3 separate regions of the Mus musculus genome follow, and regions 1 and 3 are each linked to region 2. Evidence: chromatin contacts called from public ChIA-PET and Hi-C data. All regions are on one chromosome and are shown on one strand. Each heading gives the region's core, a stretch centred on a gene start, on an enhancer-like site or on the middle of the called end of the contact. The rest is flanking DNA. Distances are from core to core; before and after follow the strand shown. Region 1 has its middle 23 kb from the start of Olig3. Region 2 overlaps Gm33104 (predicted gene, 33104). Region 3 has its middle 48 kb from the start of Gm40607.

Region 1 (4,423 bases), core at 556-3,055, 160 kb after region 2:
GGCCTTTGTTCCTTGGGGATGTACGAAGAAAAATTCTGTGGGCTGCACACTGTTAATAATGTACGATGCTGGCAACATGACCCCTCAGCAAACAGTGAACTGCAATCAGCTCATTGCTACCGATACCAAGTTGCTTTAAGGAAGAAAAAGATGACACTTAGGGAAGGAACCAGAATTAAAGGCCAATGGACATCAGTTCTTCACATTTACACTTTGTATACGGACGGAGGAAGATGGGCCCACAAAGATAAAGACGTCCTACTCTGTTGCTACCCTGTTAGAATAGAGAACATTGATCCCCATGTAAAAAACTGAGAATTTTTTTTCCTTACCAACAAACTGGTGTGGTTTAACACTCCTGGTTAGTGTTATCCCGGGTTCCTCTCAGAAATACCAATAAGCATTTTACTTTAGGACTTTAGATTTGCTGTTATTTGGACATGATTCACACTTACTTATGAGTGGCTCTTTTTGGCTTTGCCACACTGAAGCTATAGCTCTGATACCATGGGATCTGAAAAAGCAAGTATTGAAACTTACTAGACTATGTATCAACTGCTTAGATGACCACTCGTCAACCCAGATCACTGCTAAATGACACAAAACTAACGCTGACCATCAGCACAGCCATCTTCTCAACTTTGTATCATCTTACCGGTTGCATAGGACACAATGTGTTTCATTGTGATGTTTTCATATACATGAATTGTGCTTTGCTTTGAAGCCACATTTTCTTTATGCATTCATCTGTTGATGGGCATCTAGGATGATTCTATATAGTACCTACAATAAATAGTGTTGCATTAGACATGGATATGCAGCCACCTCTGTGAGAATGTCAACTTAGATTCTGCTGGATGTAGACTCAGGGAAGGCAGATGTACAAGCATTGCCATCTTGATTTTGCACAAGGATTTTCCAACCCCACCATTGTGTATAGCGCTTTGCAAAATACATTATCCAGCAAGGTAGACACTCAAAGTGCTTGATATGAGGTTTTATGACTTAAAAGGATGATGGTGCTAGGCGTAAAACCATTAGTGGGTAAAGTAGGATGGCAAAGCCCCCTCTTCTTGTTCTTGGACTTTGCAAAGTGGGTCTGCAATCACTTTTGACATCATTGACCATCTGAAGACAGAGCAAAGAGTCTGATTTCCCCTGCTTTCTAGATGAATTGCAGAATTCATGTTCAGCTGCATTTAGTTAGCACCAAGGACCCCAGGATCTATAAACTTAGTTATCTAAATAAGGTGAGAAGCCAATGGCTATAAGGTTTATTTAATGGTGAGGTTGCTTAATTATTCATGTTGAATGAAGGCTGAGCTGTTCAGATTTTCTCATAGCAGCACCCCTCCCCACTTGCCCTTTCTCTGTGCCCCTATTTTCCTGCCTTAGAAAGATGAGGGGAATGTGACACTTCCTTAGAAAGATAAGGGGAATGTGACACTTCTGGGATCCCCCTCAATACCTTTGCACTAGAAAATTATTCTGAGATATCCTGGTAAGATTTCAGCTCTGGCAGGGTCAGATAGTATGGCCAACACCTGCCATAGTTGGATGACCTTGAGGGGCTTAGCCTCACAGTGGAAGAGGATCCAGCAGGTGATAATCCTCTTTACAAACACAACCTCTTCTGACTGCATTGGAGGTAAGGGAAAGTGTGTGTGTGTGTGTGTGTGTGTGTGTGTGTGTGTGTGTGTGTGTGTGTGTATGTTTAAACTTTCCTTCTTGTCTTTATTTGTGTGCCACAGATGGCAGCCTCTCTGGCTTGTTATGAGCACAGGAAGTGGGTAAAGTGTGGTGAATTGCGAGAATGCCTCATGATTCAAATATGTCTCAAGGCCAATTCTCCTGAGATCATTTGGCAAGGCCAATTATCTATGAGTTTGGAAGAGCCTGAAATCTGAGATTTTTAAGTGTCCCCACACCCCAAAATTATTTTTCAAAACAACAAGGGACAGTTTCTCTTCACCAAGTACATAAGATTGTCGACTATTTTCTCATAGTTTTATAATTAACACATAAGACGAAAAACAATCACAGTTATTCTGAAATGAAATGAATGAATCTAGTAGCCAGTAGAGTAACTTATTTCAAAGCAGACTAGTAAATTGTGATCACACTTTCAACTGACAGAAAAAGAGAAAAAAGATATTTTATCCCTAAAGTAATTTCTTTTATGTTTTATGTACTAGTATAGTTTATTTTGAGTGTTTTCCCCCTCCTTCCCTTTCTCCCTCACTCCCTTCTTTCTTATTCCTTTATCCCTTCCTTTCTTTTTTCTCCCTTCTTCTTTTTCTCCCTCCCTCTTTCCCTGCCTCCCACCCTCCCTTCCTTCCTTCATCCCCTACCTTTTTTTTTTCTCTCTCTACCCCCATCCTTTCCTCCCTTCATTTCTTCTTGGGTCTCATGTATCCCAAACTTACCTTGAACTCTTGATCTCCACTCCCCAAGTGCTGACTTTACAGCTGTGCATCACCAGGCAGGGCTACTTATGATGCAATTCAGGCTTTCATACAGTAGAATTTTGGTAGCAACTCATTGACTGTCCACTAGGCACAAACAGTTCCAAAGAGCGAGTCTTGTGGAACTGGCCTTGTGGAAGTTCTCTGTGGAATGAAGAGGTTTTTGTAGTGAGCTTTTAGGTAGATTTTTAATGTAGCCATATTGCTACCACAGTAATTTGTGCAGTGCCAAAACACACTGTATTTATAATAATAGGAACTATATTTTATCAGTTCAGCTTCAGATGAAGAAACTGTGACCTTGGGAAACCTAAACAAGTTAATTGGTTCAGGAATTTTAAAACAACTGCCCACACTGGCACAAATAAAAGTTATACTAAACTTGTATTCCATAGTCAGTGGAACATTGACCCTCAAAAGCTTTGGCAAGCCCTATGAAAAAATATACAAGGCCTTGGGGTGTACGTCAGCGGGACAGCACTTGCCTATCATGATCAAATCCCTCAGGCTTGACCCCTAGCCATCAAAAAAAAAAAAAAACCTGAATGAGAGGATAGGTAAGTGATTCAGAGCAAATAGCAACAATCTTCTGTTCTTCTAGAATACTCATTTTCCCCATTTGTTATCCTTCAATGTCCTTCCTCCTTTCCCTTTGGACCCCTTCTTCCTACTTAGCTCCCCAGTGGCCAGACAAGTAGAAAAAAAAAAATGATACCATGCCCTTCATCAGCTGTTAACATCCATTACCTCCCCAGGAAGTGATGGAGACTTCTGGGTGCCTCCTTTTTCCATGATGAGAGTTGGAGGGACCAATCTCCTGCTGGTGTGTATAGCTGCTGTGCGATCATGGTTGCATCAGTAATATTGTGTCTACATGACAGTTTTTGTGACATTCATTCCCATTCTTCAGCTCTTACATCCTTTTTCTCATTCATCTGTGAAGTTCCCTGTGCCTCAAGGCCAGGGATGATAAAGATGCCCTGTTTAAGGCTGAATGGCCATTAGTCATTATTTTCACCACTTTGACCAGATAGTAGTATTCTCTGTGTTAACCTTCACCCTAAGCAGCTTCTCTGACTCGAGATGAAAGACACGCTAGTCTATGTGTATAAAAATAAATATGAGTATAAATGCAAATATTAATCTGTTATTCGCCTCTAATAGTCTGAAATGTTTTTCTTTGTTAAGGAAGAGATACAGTAATCTCTTTCAGTTATATAATGCTCTCAGGTACCTAATGATGCTATCAGTCTCATATTATAGTACAAAATTGCAAAAGTTGAGAAAAATCAGTTTCTTGACATCTGTTGAAGAGCAGACGCTTAGCAGCTGTGATCTCATGCGTACAGGGAGGAGGATGATTGCCCCTAGACTATGGTTTCCAAAATAGGGGCGTGCAAGTAACATTATACAGACATAGCAGTATTTAAATATTCCAAAATGTGGGTTTTTTATATAGTGCATTTACATATTCAGGAACACAAACACACACTAAAGGAAAACAAAGAGACCATGGATCTTAAAAAGAACAAAGTTGGGGATGTGGTTGGGTTTGGAGGAAGGAAAGGGGAATTGTGGATAGCAGGAAGCCATGTAAGGACTTTCAAATGGAAGGCATTCTAGGTTGTCTCTTTGAATGGAAACTCTTGAGATGATTGGTGTTGTAACACCAAATACAATGAAGTCAGTAGTCTTGGCCAAGTTATACAAGAAAAGAGAGCCCTTAGCTTTGAGACAGAAACAAATAAATACATCAATATTTTTGTGTCATTCTGTTACTATTAGATCGAAATAAAAGTGAGAAAATGTGATAAATATTAAACTACGTATATACAAGGTATTGCAACTCTTTTTCCTATTTTTGGATATCCTTAGCATTTGACTCTTTTTAAAATTTGTTTTTTTCTTGATATTATAATGTAATTATTTATTTCTGCCTTCTCTTTCCTCTGTCCAAA
Region 2 (4,968 bases), core at 1,904-4,403:
GATAATGCTCCTTAATTCCCAGCAACCTTTCCCATCAGAAGTGGCATTCTTGAGTGCAGTAACCTCTTTTCATGCAGATTAGGCTTATTTCTACATGCTAGGTGGGTGCTTAACAGAGAGACGGAAGCTCCTTCAGTAATCACACACACTCAGCATTTGTTGAAGCATTTGTGCTCTCCTCTCCTGCACCGAGTTCTTCCTGTCCCTCTGAATGCCCTACGAGTTTAGTTTTGAAACCATCCCTATCTCCCGGTCCCACTGTCTGACCTTGAATTCTGGGCGTTTTTGTTCACTTGTCCATATCTTCACCTTTCTCTTTAGTCACTAACGTGTCTGTTTTCAGTTTCTCCGAAACTCCCAGATCTCTAAGTTTAAGGTCAGGCTCTAAACCACACCACTATCACCATGCTCTGAGTGAGCGCAGAGCAGATTCCTGGCATTAAGTAAGTCTAAGTCTCAGCTGTTTAAACAAACACATCCTGTTGCTTGCTGTGAAGGAAACCACCTTTCACTGACCCTTCAGCGAGGCTGGTTAACTTTAGAAATTTGGAGACTGTGAATCCAGCAGTGTGTTGCAGGTTCAGACCCTAATTAAACTTTATCTTGAGTCATCTTCAGACCTCCCGCTGATGTGGGGTTTTTTTGTTTTTTTGTTTGTTTGTCTTTTTTTGTTTTGTTTTTTTCTGTTCCTGTCTGTTTGTTTTGTTTTTTGTTTTTTGTTTTGTCTTCTTTTTGTTTTGTTTTTTCTGTTCCTGTCCTTGTGACTTCAAGGTAGAACCTTGAATGAATGAACTTACAGACTATTGGCTTCTACCAACCCAAAAGCTAGTAGCATCACTGGATAGCATCTAAGGTATTCCAAAAAGTCCACCTCTTTGTTGTAACCTGCTTATCAAATGTTTGCACTAATACATTTAAAAAGTACCTTAATTTGGGGTTCCCTATTTCTGGAAAAGCACGAAATTGCTACCTCGTTGGAACGTGGTATTTGGAGAAAGTAAAATCTGTGTTCCTGAGCCATAGTCACTCATAACTGGCTCTAGAATAAACTATCTCTTATCTTGTTGAGGCGAGCTGTTTCTCTCATTGACAATAATAGGGGTCTATGCAGGAGCAAGAGTGAGTCATGGTGGGAGGTTGACCTCTGGCACCCACACATGTGCACCTGCTGGTCTGAGCCAGATGAACATTAACCAGCAAGCAGTTGTCATCTCTGTAATGGTCTTGATGAATGCTAGTTTTCTTTAGTGTCATCTTGCTCTCCTCACTTGCCTTTGCTAACTTTTCAAAACATGTTGTTCCTAATACACACTCCAAAATGTAGGCTTGCTTTCCCTCCCCGCTAGCATCTGTGAACTTAAAGGTGGTCATGTTTCTAATCTTTCATGCTACTATTTAAAAACATGTCCAAGGCTAATCTCACTTGCTAGAGGTGTACTTTGGCTCAGCATTCAAATAGGATCCATCCTTTCTCCATTTCTAAAACACAAAAATCAAGTCTCCCTTACTAAATTTTTTATTTCAGTCCCAGATGCCTTAGGTGTTATACCTATCTTAGATATTATACATATATTATCTATGTTAGATATATATTATACATATATTAGATATATCTGTCTTAGATGTTATACTGCCTTAGATAGATATACTATCCTCAAACATGGTCTCCCTCCATGTGGAGCTTGGAGATCTGAGATGTGCAAGCTTGTGGTATCTGAGAAAACCGCAGAAGCACGGTGACCCCTCTCATGTTTGATACCCATCTCTCCTTATGGTGATTTACACGAAAATGGCTCTCGCGGGCTTCCAAATTTCAATTCTTAGTCACCAGGTTATGAAACCGAGAAGGCTTAGGGGGATTAGGAGGTGTTGTCTTACTGAGAGTGGACTTTGAGACTGCAAAAGCCTACACTGGGCCCTGTGTCTCTCCCTCTGTCTTCTTGATGCCCGTGGAACAGGATGTAAAGCTGCCTGCTTGCCTGCCTGCTGCCATGCTCCCTGCCATGGTGACAAAAGACCAATCCTCTGAAGCTGTAAGCCAGCACCCAGTGAAATGTCTTCTTTTCTAAGAGAAAACATTTGGTCATGATCCCTTTTCAACAATACAAAGGTAACTAAGACATCCCTGAAGCAGGTCAGACCCAAATGTTGGCTGGTTTTATGTCAACTTGACCCAAGCTAGAGGAATCAGAGAGGAGGGAGCCTCACTTGAGACAATGACTCTTAAGATCCAGCTGTAAGGCATTTTCTCAATTAGTGACCAATGGAGCCGGGCCCAGCCACTGTAGGTGGCACCATCCCTGGCCTCCTACAAGAAAGCAGGCTGAGCAAGCCATGAGGAGCAAGCCAGTAAGCCGCACCCCTCCATGCTCTGTATCAGCTCCTGCCCTGAATGAACTCCTGCCCTGTTTGAGTTCCTGTCCTCACTGCTTTTGAGGATGAACTGTTCTGTGAAACTTGGGGCTAGAAAAGCCATTGAGTCACTTCTGTAAGAGCTTGCTGCAAACAGTAAAAAAAAAAAAAAAACCTGGAGGCCTAGCTTGTGCAGTGTCAGCGGGAAGAAAAGACTCTACAGGACATTTTGTGTGAAGGATCTGTAGTTTTGGTTAGCTGGGGATGAAGAACCATCTGTGATGAACAAGATACCAGAACTACTAAAGTAAAATCCTTGCTGGATACTCAATGCTGGTTGGCCAGAGCTGAGAATTTAGCCACGATTACGAAGAAAGCAGCATTGTTGGGGTAAAACTTTCGGGGGAAGTGTTTTCAAGAGATTCAGCACACAGAAGCTGTGTTCCAGACAAGGCCATAAGTTGGACCTTGCGCTGGTAGCTGAACTTGATAGTGCGCCAACAAGGAAACACTGCCTTGAGAGCCTCAGTCTGTTGGCTCAGTCTCAGATCTGATCTCTGGGCCAGAGCTTTTGGTCCGAATCTCAGCTCTGGTACTTGGTATTTGGTATTTGTATGGCATGAGCACGTGATAAACTTCTGTGTCCCGGTTTCCTCATTTGTAAATTTCAATTAAAAATCATAGACAATGCATCATATAAATGCACACGTGATTTTAATGTACTAGCAACAGTGTTTACACTGCAAAGGTTGTCATGGCAGCTGCTTGATCCATGTACATCGCTCAGAACGATGTAGGGTACATGCTGAGCTGCATAAAGTATTATTTTTGCTTTTGAATTTCGTCCGTTTCACATTGGGGGTGGGGACACATGTTTTTGTACTTAGGGGTTTTAACTTGGAAATCAGAAAACGGTTCTGGTTCTAAATAGCTGGAGCTAACCAACAACCTTGCGGGGGGGGGGGGGGGCGCCTCACCCCATCACAACCGCTTGAGGATGCTGCCCCCTGGTGGTCCTTCTCCGGGGCTTCTACCACTCTGTTTCAGTCATGCCAGAATTTTGTTTGTCTTCTCCTTCCTTTAATCTAAAGGTCAACCTATCAGCAGCTGCAGCATTCCCTCACAAGCGTTTCTCAAAACACAGTTTGTAAGTCGCAGATGTACATATGCATTTCCACCGTTTGGGTGGCAGCTAAACGTTATACTTTTGGTAGGAATGTTTAGAAATGGTGAGAAAATTATGTGTCCACTCAGAGCACCTATTATGTAATCTTTTTAATTGATACACTTGAAAATGAGGTAAGTACCTGAGGATTCAAGCAGAGTCCTCTTTAGTACTGATATAAGCATTCATATTTAAAAAAATCATTCTTATGGACTCTAGGATAAATGTCCTATTGCATACCAAAATATAGAGTTTAAAAATATTAACGTCATTACTTTGACAAAATTTCTCAGGATCAAAGAGATAAAAGTTACAATGTTTGCACTTATGCTGCACATGTGTACTCTGTTTGGTCCTGTTTTCACCTGGTCATCTGCAGTGCCCACCCCAGCAACCTCTATCTTATTTCTTCAGGAATTTTCCACAATAACAAACAAACAAACATAAAACAAACAAACAAAAACCATTTGTTTTCAAGAGGAACTATGCAAAACTCTTCCTTTTCGGTTCTTTTGCAAACTTACATGACCCTGGAAGGTAGCTCAAGGGCGGATCACCTCGTCTGGATCACCTCTGTTACACAATTCCTAGCACCAAAAAAGGCAACATCAGAAGATCGGTGAATACTTTTTTTTTTCCTTTTAACACATTTGCTATCGTTTCTGATGGAGAATAAAGAATGAGTCTGAAGTTGTTAGGCGCTCGCTCAGCCGGCTGGAAGCCCGACATTCTCTCTATGCTTCTGCTGCCCGGCATTGTGGACAGAACATTACTCAAACCACAGGCTCCAGACTCCCAGGTAACTGAAGCCAGCAGGAAGCTCTGTTTGATATCAAGTGTGTGCTTTATCGACCTTTTTGTTGTGATGGGAAGAAGGGAACCAGCTTTGCTTTTATCTTGCCCTGTCGTAACATTGCCCAGTAGGTGGAGGCTTTTTTGGTGCACTGTGGCCAAACTCTTTGATAGATGCTGAATTTGTGATCATAAATTTTCTATAATAATAATAATGATAATAATAATAATAATAAATCAATGTTCTTTCCATCACCGTTACTAACATAAAATCTTACACAGCCACGTGTTTTATTAAAGCGGATCTAAAATTCTGCATTCAGGAACCACCACATAGAAAATACAACTTAATTTTCTTTCCTAAGAGACAGAAGCCTGTCCGTCCAGGGACAAAGGCTTACATCTAACAAAGCAATTTTGAACTTTGGAGTCAACCATATAGACTTTGAGCTAAACACAGTCTCGGTGTCTTATTATATTAGAAATACTCCTGCAGAATAAGAAAATAAAGTGTCTTTGTTTCCTCTACAAGTACTTAGTTTTCAATGAGCAAGTTAGAGTTTTTATATTTCATTTAATGAATATGCCCCCCCAATTGTTTTGCTTTTACACATGTGATGAAGCTATATTAAATCTACCCTTTTTTTTTGTAGGATGCC
Region 3 (4,351 bases), core at 1,496-3,995, 200 kb after region 2:
ACGTTTCAGCAAAGACGCTACTGATGCTATAGGTGAATGTAGCTCACCAATGACTTGGTTTTGCTTGAATTAACACCCAGTTTAACACAGAGGCGCAGGACCGAGGGGCTTTGGCTGCTCCTGCTCTTTTCAGATTACTCTTTACCTTTGACCCATGAGCCGTCTCTTGACAGTTACTGACGAAGACAAGGTTGCACTTGGATTCTCCATTTGTGCTGCATATCTGGTAAAACGATATTTGTTAGCACACATACTGATAGAGGAAATGAAGTTTTAAAATAACATATTTCCTTTGCATAAATGCAACTCATTTATAAAACCAATGAAAAGAAAGAGACATTCATAGCTTTGTACTTTCATATAAGATCCTTTTGATGTATTTTCTTTCTCTATAAAACATTTATCTCTTGTAGCAACGTAAAATCTGTGCTGTGAAACACATCATGCTATCACTACAGGCAAGTCTTTCGTCTAACTTCATTTATATTTGATAATGAACTTTGTGATGTGCTGTCTGGAATTTTTTGAAAAGACTAAGTTTTAGTGTTTATGTAGAGTGAAGAAGTACAGAACTTATTACAATGAGAATTTTCAACATTACTTTCACTGAAACACTGTAAGCATATTAAATGTAATTTAGTTAGTAAGAAAATAAGTACCAACATACTCAAATAGATATCCAATCATTGTCAAAACTGGATACATGTAAAATATAGAGATAAAAGAAAGCAAGGTTGAGGGGGAGAGATGGAGAGAGACAGACTGTGAGATCAGAGAACCAGAGGTTTTTGGTAGGATCAGAGAGCATTTCTCAAGTGCCCACAGTGACAAACAATAACCATCCCAGATGTTTGTGAAAAGATGATTTAGTCACAGTGGAAGAGAGGCCTCCCCCAGTGTCTCTTTCTTGGTACCCTGAAGTCCTTTTGGAGAGACTGCAGCATCTCCTTTAGTGGAAGCCACCACTTATTTAGAGTCCAGACAAATTACTTTTGGCCAAGCCATATGGCTTTCTCAAGAACCTAACTTGAAATGTGAATTTGAATGGGGTTGCAAAGACTTTTGGGTATCCTATTCATGAGTGTGTCTATAGACTCAAGGGTCTTGGAGTCAGTTCTACTAGGTCTCAATTTTTTTTTTCTATTTGAAAGGACAGTAAGGCTATATTATTAAGAAATGGAGAGAGAAGTAATTGCTTAAGGTGTACAGTCAAAACAAAACTCCATGTAATCATTGATCAGAGTTCAATGTTCAGTGTATGAAGAGAATCCGGTCTATCCCGTGTTATGCAAACATGTAACACCCCAATACTGTCTGTGGGAAAATGCATTTACTCCTCTAACTGAAAGGCTGGCCGCTGATGAAAACAGCAAACACTTGCTAAGTGGCAAGCAGGATTGAAGTTAAAGAGACAAAACATCTCCAAAGTTAACTGAAGTCTTAATCATTTCAGACATCTTTTTCTGTCCTAAGTCTCTTAATCAGTTCTTATCCATGTTTTCAAGACTGATCAGAGCTTTGAACTTTTAAAATGATGCCCATTTTCCCCTAATTTAAGTGTTCTCAACACTCTCCTTGCTCCTTGGGTGTAACAGGATCATTAGAAGCAGTTGCTAAGTCCTTAATTCCATGGAACTATTACTTCCTGTTAGTGTATTTTTGGAAACAGCTGTTAGGCAGCTAATTGTCTAGAAAGCTGATAGCTATTTTAAAGGGAATATTTAAACACCAGATTTTCTTTTTAACTAATAAATATAATGTAACTTTATAATATTCGGTTAAAATTTGTACAAAGTTGTCAAATAGCATACCTTTAGAATCAATTCTTCTACTATGGTGTTTCACAATAACAACTCCCAAAATGCATTTTATAGTTTTAATGTAGGCAGAACTGTCTCTTTACATAATGGTACGAATAGGTTAAAATGACCCTAATCATCTTTCTCCAGGGAAACAGCCTAGAGGCTTGCACTGGGTGCTTCTCTGTGTAGTATGGCATGTCCCAGCCACCACTAATTTTCAGCTAAGTTCTACTCTTCCCTAAAGTGGAAGTTGGGAAAACATGCATTTTGCAAGGGACTCAGGCCCACTCCTGAATATCACCATATTCAGATTTTTAAAAAATGCAAAAAGCAAAACAAAAAACCCAACATAGAACAACCTCTCTGGCTTGTTGACTTACTTTTACCCCATCACTTAGTTCCACAATAAACCATCGTTTAATTGATAGTTTCATATCTACTTTGGAAGTTAATAAAAACCACTTCCTATTTTCTTGTGTGAGAGGGTGGGTTAGACACTGTCTCTGTGTGATGCAATGAAGAAGAGGAGTGCAGGTGACACAGAACAGACTCCGCAGAGACAGAAAAAGAGGGAAAGCTTCTTAACTCACAAACAGCGCGGGTAGGATAGCTGAAGGTGGAGAAATAGAACATAACAATGAAACAAAGAGACCAAACGCAGCAGCTCCAGCCAAACTCTCCCCAGCACTGGAAAGGAAAATAGAAGGCTTACTCAAAAGGCAAGCCAGGCCTGCGGGTGGTGAGAGCTGGTCATGTACACAGGACCAGCACACAGCTCTAACAAGCCTCTAACCCAGTTGTGAGTTTGGTAAGACAATGAAGTCAGCACCTGTGGATAAATAAAAAAAAAGAAAAAGAAAAAAAAAGTATTTTAATAGGAGCCTAAGAAAGAAGGGGCAAGGTGGAACAAGGAACACTTAGTCAATCTGACGCTGCCTCAGGGGACAGAAGCCGCAAGTAGGAAGTGGAGAAACTGAGAATGCCAGATGCTGATGTGCTGTCATAGTCAGGGTTTCTATTCCTGCACAAACAGCATGACCAAGAAGCAAGATGGGGAGGAAAGGGTTTATTCGGCTTACACTTCCATACTGCTGTTCATCACCAAGGAAGTCAGGACTGGAACTCAAGCAGGTGAGGAAGCAGGAGCTGATGCAGAGGCCATGGAGGGATGTTCCTTACTGGCTTGCTTCTCCTGGCTTGCTCAGCCTACTCTCTTATAGAACCAAGACTACCAGCCCAGAGATGGTCCCACCCACAAGGGGCCTTTCCCCCTTGCTCACTAATTGAGAAAATGCCTTACAGTTGGATCTCATGGAGGCATCTCTCCAACTGAAGCTCCTTTCTCTGTGATAACTCCAGCTGTGTCAAGTTGACACAAAACTAGCCAGTACAATTGACCCCTTGTCAACTTGACACACAAATACATCACTAGTAAGCCTCAACCCTTAGTTCTTATTCATCCCCAAGATCTTAAATAACTTTAAAAGTACCACAGTCTTTACTTATTAAAAGCTCAATGCTTTTAGAATATCCATTATCTTTTAAAATCCAAAGTCTTTTTACAATTAAAAGTCTCTCAACTGCAGGCTCCACTCAAATACTTCCTTCAAGAGGGAAAAACATCAGGGCACAGTCACAATCAAAAGTGAAATCAAACTCAAACTGTCCAATGTCTGGGATCCACTCACGATCTTCTGGACTCCTCCAAGGGCTTGGGTCACTTCTCCAGCCCTGTCCTTTGTAGCACACACCTTGTCTTCTAGGCTCCAGCTGCCTGTACTCCACTGCTTCTGCTGTTCTTGGTGGTCATCTCATGATACTTGAATCTCCTAACCACTGCATGACCCCTTCAGTCCTGGGCCATCAATTGCAACTGAGGCTGCACCTTCACCAATGGCCTTCCATGGCCTCTCACAGTGCCGAGCCTGAGCTGCTCTGCATGACCCCTTCATGCCTTCAAAACCAGTACCACCTGGGTGACTCTTACACATTACCAAGTCCTGCTGCAGCATGAGGTACGACTTTGGCTAACTCTGGAACACAGCCTCTTTGTGCTTTCAGAAAACACTTCCCAGAAGATGTCACCTCAATGATGCTGGTCTCTTCTTAATCACCGCTAATTTCTTAGCTCCAGCTAACCAGCATCAATAGTCCCAGTAATGCAAAGGTTTCACTTTAGTAGTTCTGGTATCTTGTTAATCACAGCTGATTCTTCAGCCCCAGCTAACCAGAACCACAGAATCTTCACAATCAAACTAGCAATGGCCCTGAAAAAAGTCTTTAATTTTCCCTCTGAAATTTCACAAGCCAGGCCTCCATTTTCTGCACTGTTCTCAACGTTATCTTCCAAGCTCCTACACAACATCTGACAGAGTTCTTAACACTGAATGGATCTTCTGGCCCAAAGTCCTTCCACAGTCCTTCCCAAAACATGGTCAAGTTGTCACAGGAATACCCCACTATGCTGGTACCAATTTATCTTAGTCAGGGTTTCTATTCCTGCACAAACATCGTGACTAAGAAGCAAGTTGGGGAGGAAAGGGTTTATT

Evidence for each region. Hi-C and Micro-C count contacts between places; a contact is called where the count stands out from the background. ChIA-PET counts read pairs in DNA pulled down with a chosen protein or histone mark.
Region 1: a contact with region 2 is called in an RNA polymerase II ChIA-PET map of memory CD8 T cells, with 500 read pairs. The contact joins two enhancer-like sites. A contact is called at or near these places in 1 of 15 datasets of contacts at CTCF or cohesin (CD8 T cells), 3 of 115 datasets of contacts at active chromatin or transcription factors (CD4 T cells, embryonic stem cells and memory CD8 T cells) and 1 of 9 other capture datasets (embryonic stem cells).
Region 3: a Hi-C map of group 2 innate lymphoid cells shows a contact between it and region 2, with 3 times the contacts expected there. The contact joins two enhancer-like sites. A contact is called at or near these places in 2 of 15 datasets of contacts at CTCF or cohesin (large pre-B cells and pro-B cells), 17 of 484 Hi-C or Micro-C datasets (the 63-12 cell line, CD4 T cells, CD8 T cells and 9 more), 4 of 115 datasets of contacts at active chromatin or transcription factors (CD8 T cells, T-cell acute lymphoblastic leukemia, large pre-B cells and 1 more) and 1 of 9 other capture datasets (embryonic stem cells).

Annotation. Positions count from the first base shown.
Region 1 is chr10:19,330,968-19,335,390 of GRCm38.p6, reverse strand. No RefSeq gene overlaps it. Among named protein-coding and RNA genes, the nearest start is that of Olig3, 23 kb to the left of the region's middle. Within about 2 kb of position 1,805, at least 17 of the 459 cell types and tissues checked have an H3K27ac peak or open chromatin away from gene starts, as enhancers often do. A contact at or near this core is called in CD8 T cells and memory CD8 T cells, where this site is marked.
Region 2 is chr10:19,490,091-19,495,058 of GRCm38.p6, reverse strand. Gm33104 (predicted gene, 33104) reads right to left here. Exons shown (of 4, transcript NR_152784.1): 2 at 4,042-4,104. Among named protein-coding and RNA genes, the nearest start is that of Gm33104, 5.9 kb to the right of the region's middle. Within about 2 kb of position 3,153, at least 26 of the 459 cell types and tissues checked have an H3K27ac peak or open chromatin away from gene starts, as enhancers often do. A contact at or near this core is called in CD8 T cells and memory CD8 T cells, where this site is marked.
Region 3 is chr10:19,289,630-19,293,980 of GRCm38.p6, reverse strand. No RefSeq gene overlaps it. Among named protein-coding and RNA genes, the nearest start is that of Gm40607, 48 kb to the right of the region's middle. Within about 2 kb of position 2,745, at least 14 of the 459 cell types and tissues checked have an H3K27ac peak or open chromatin away from gene starts, as enhancers often do.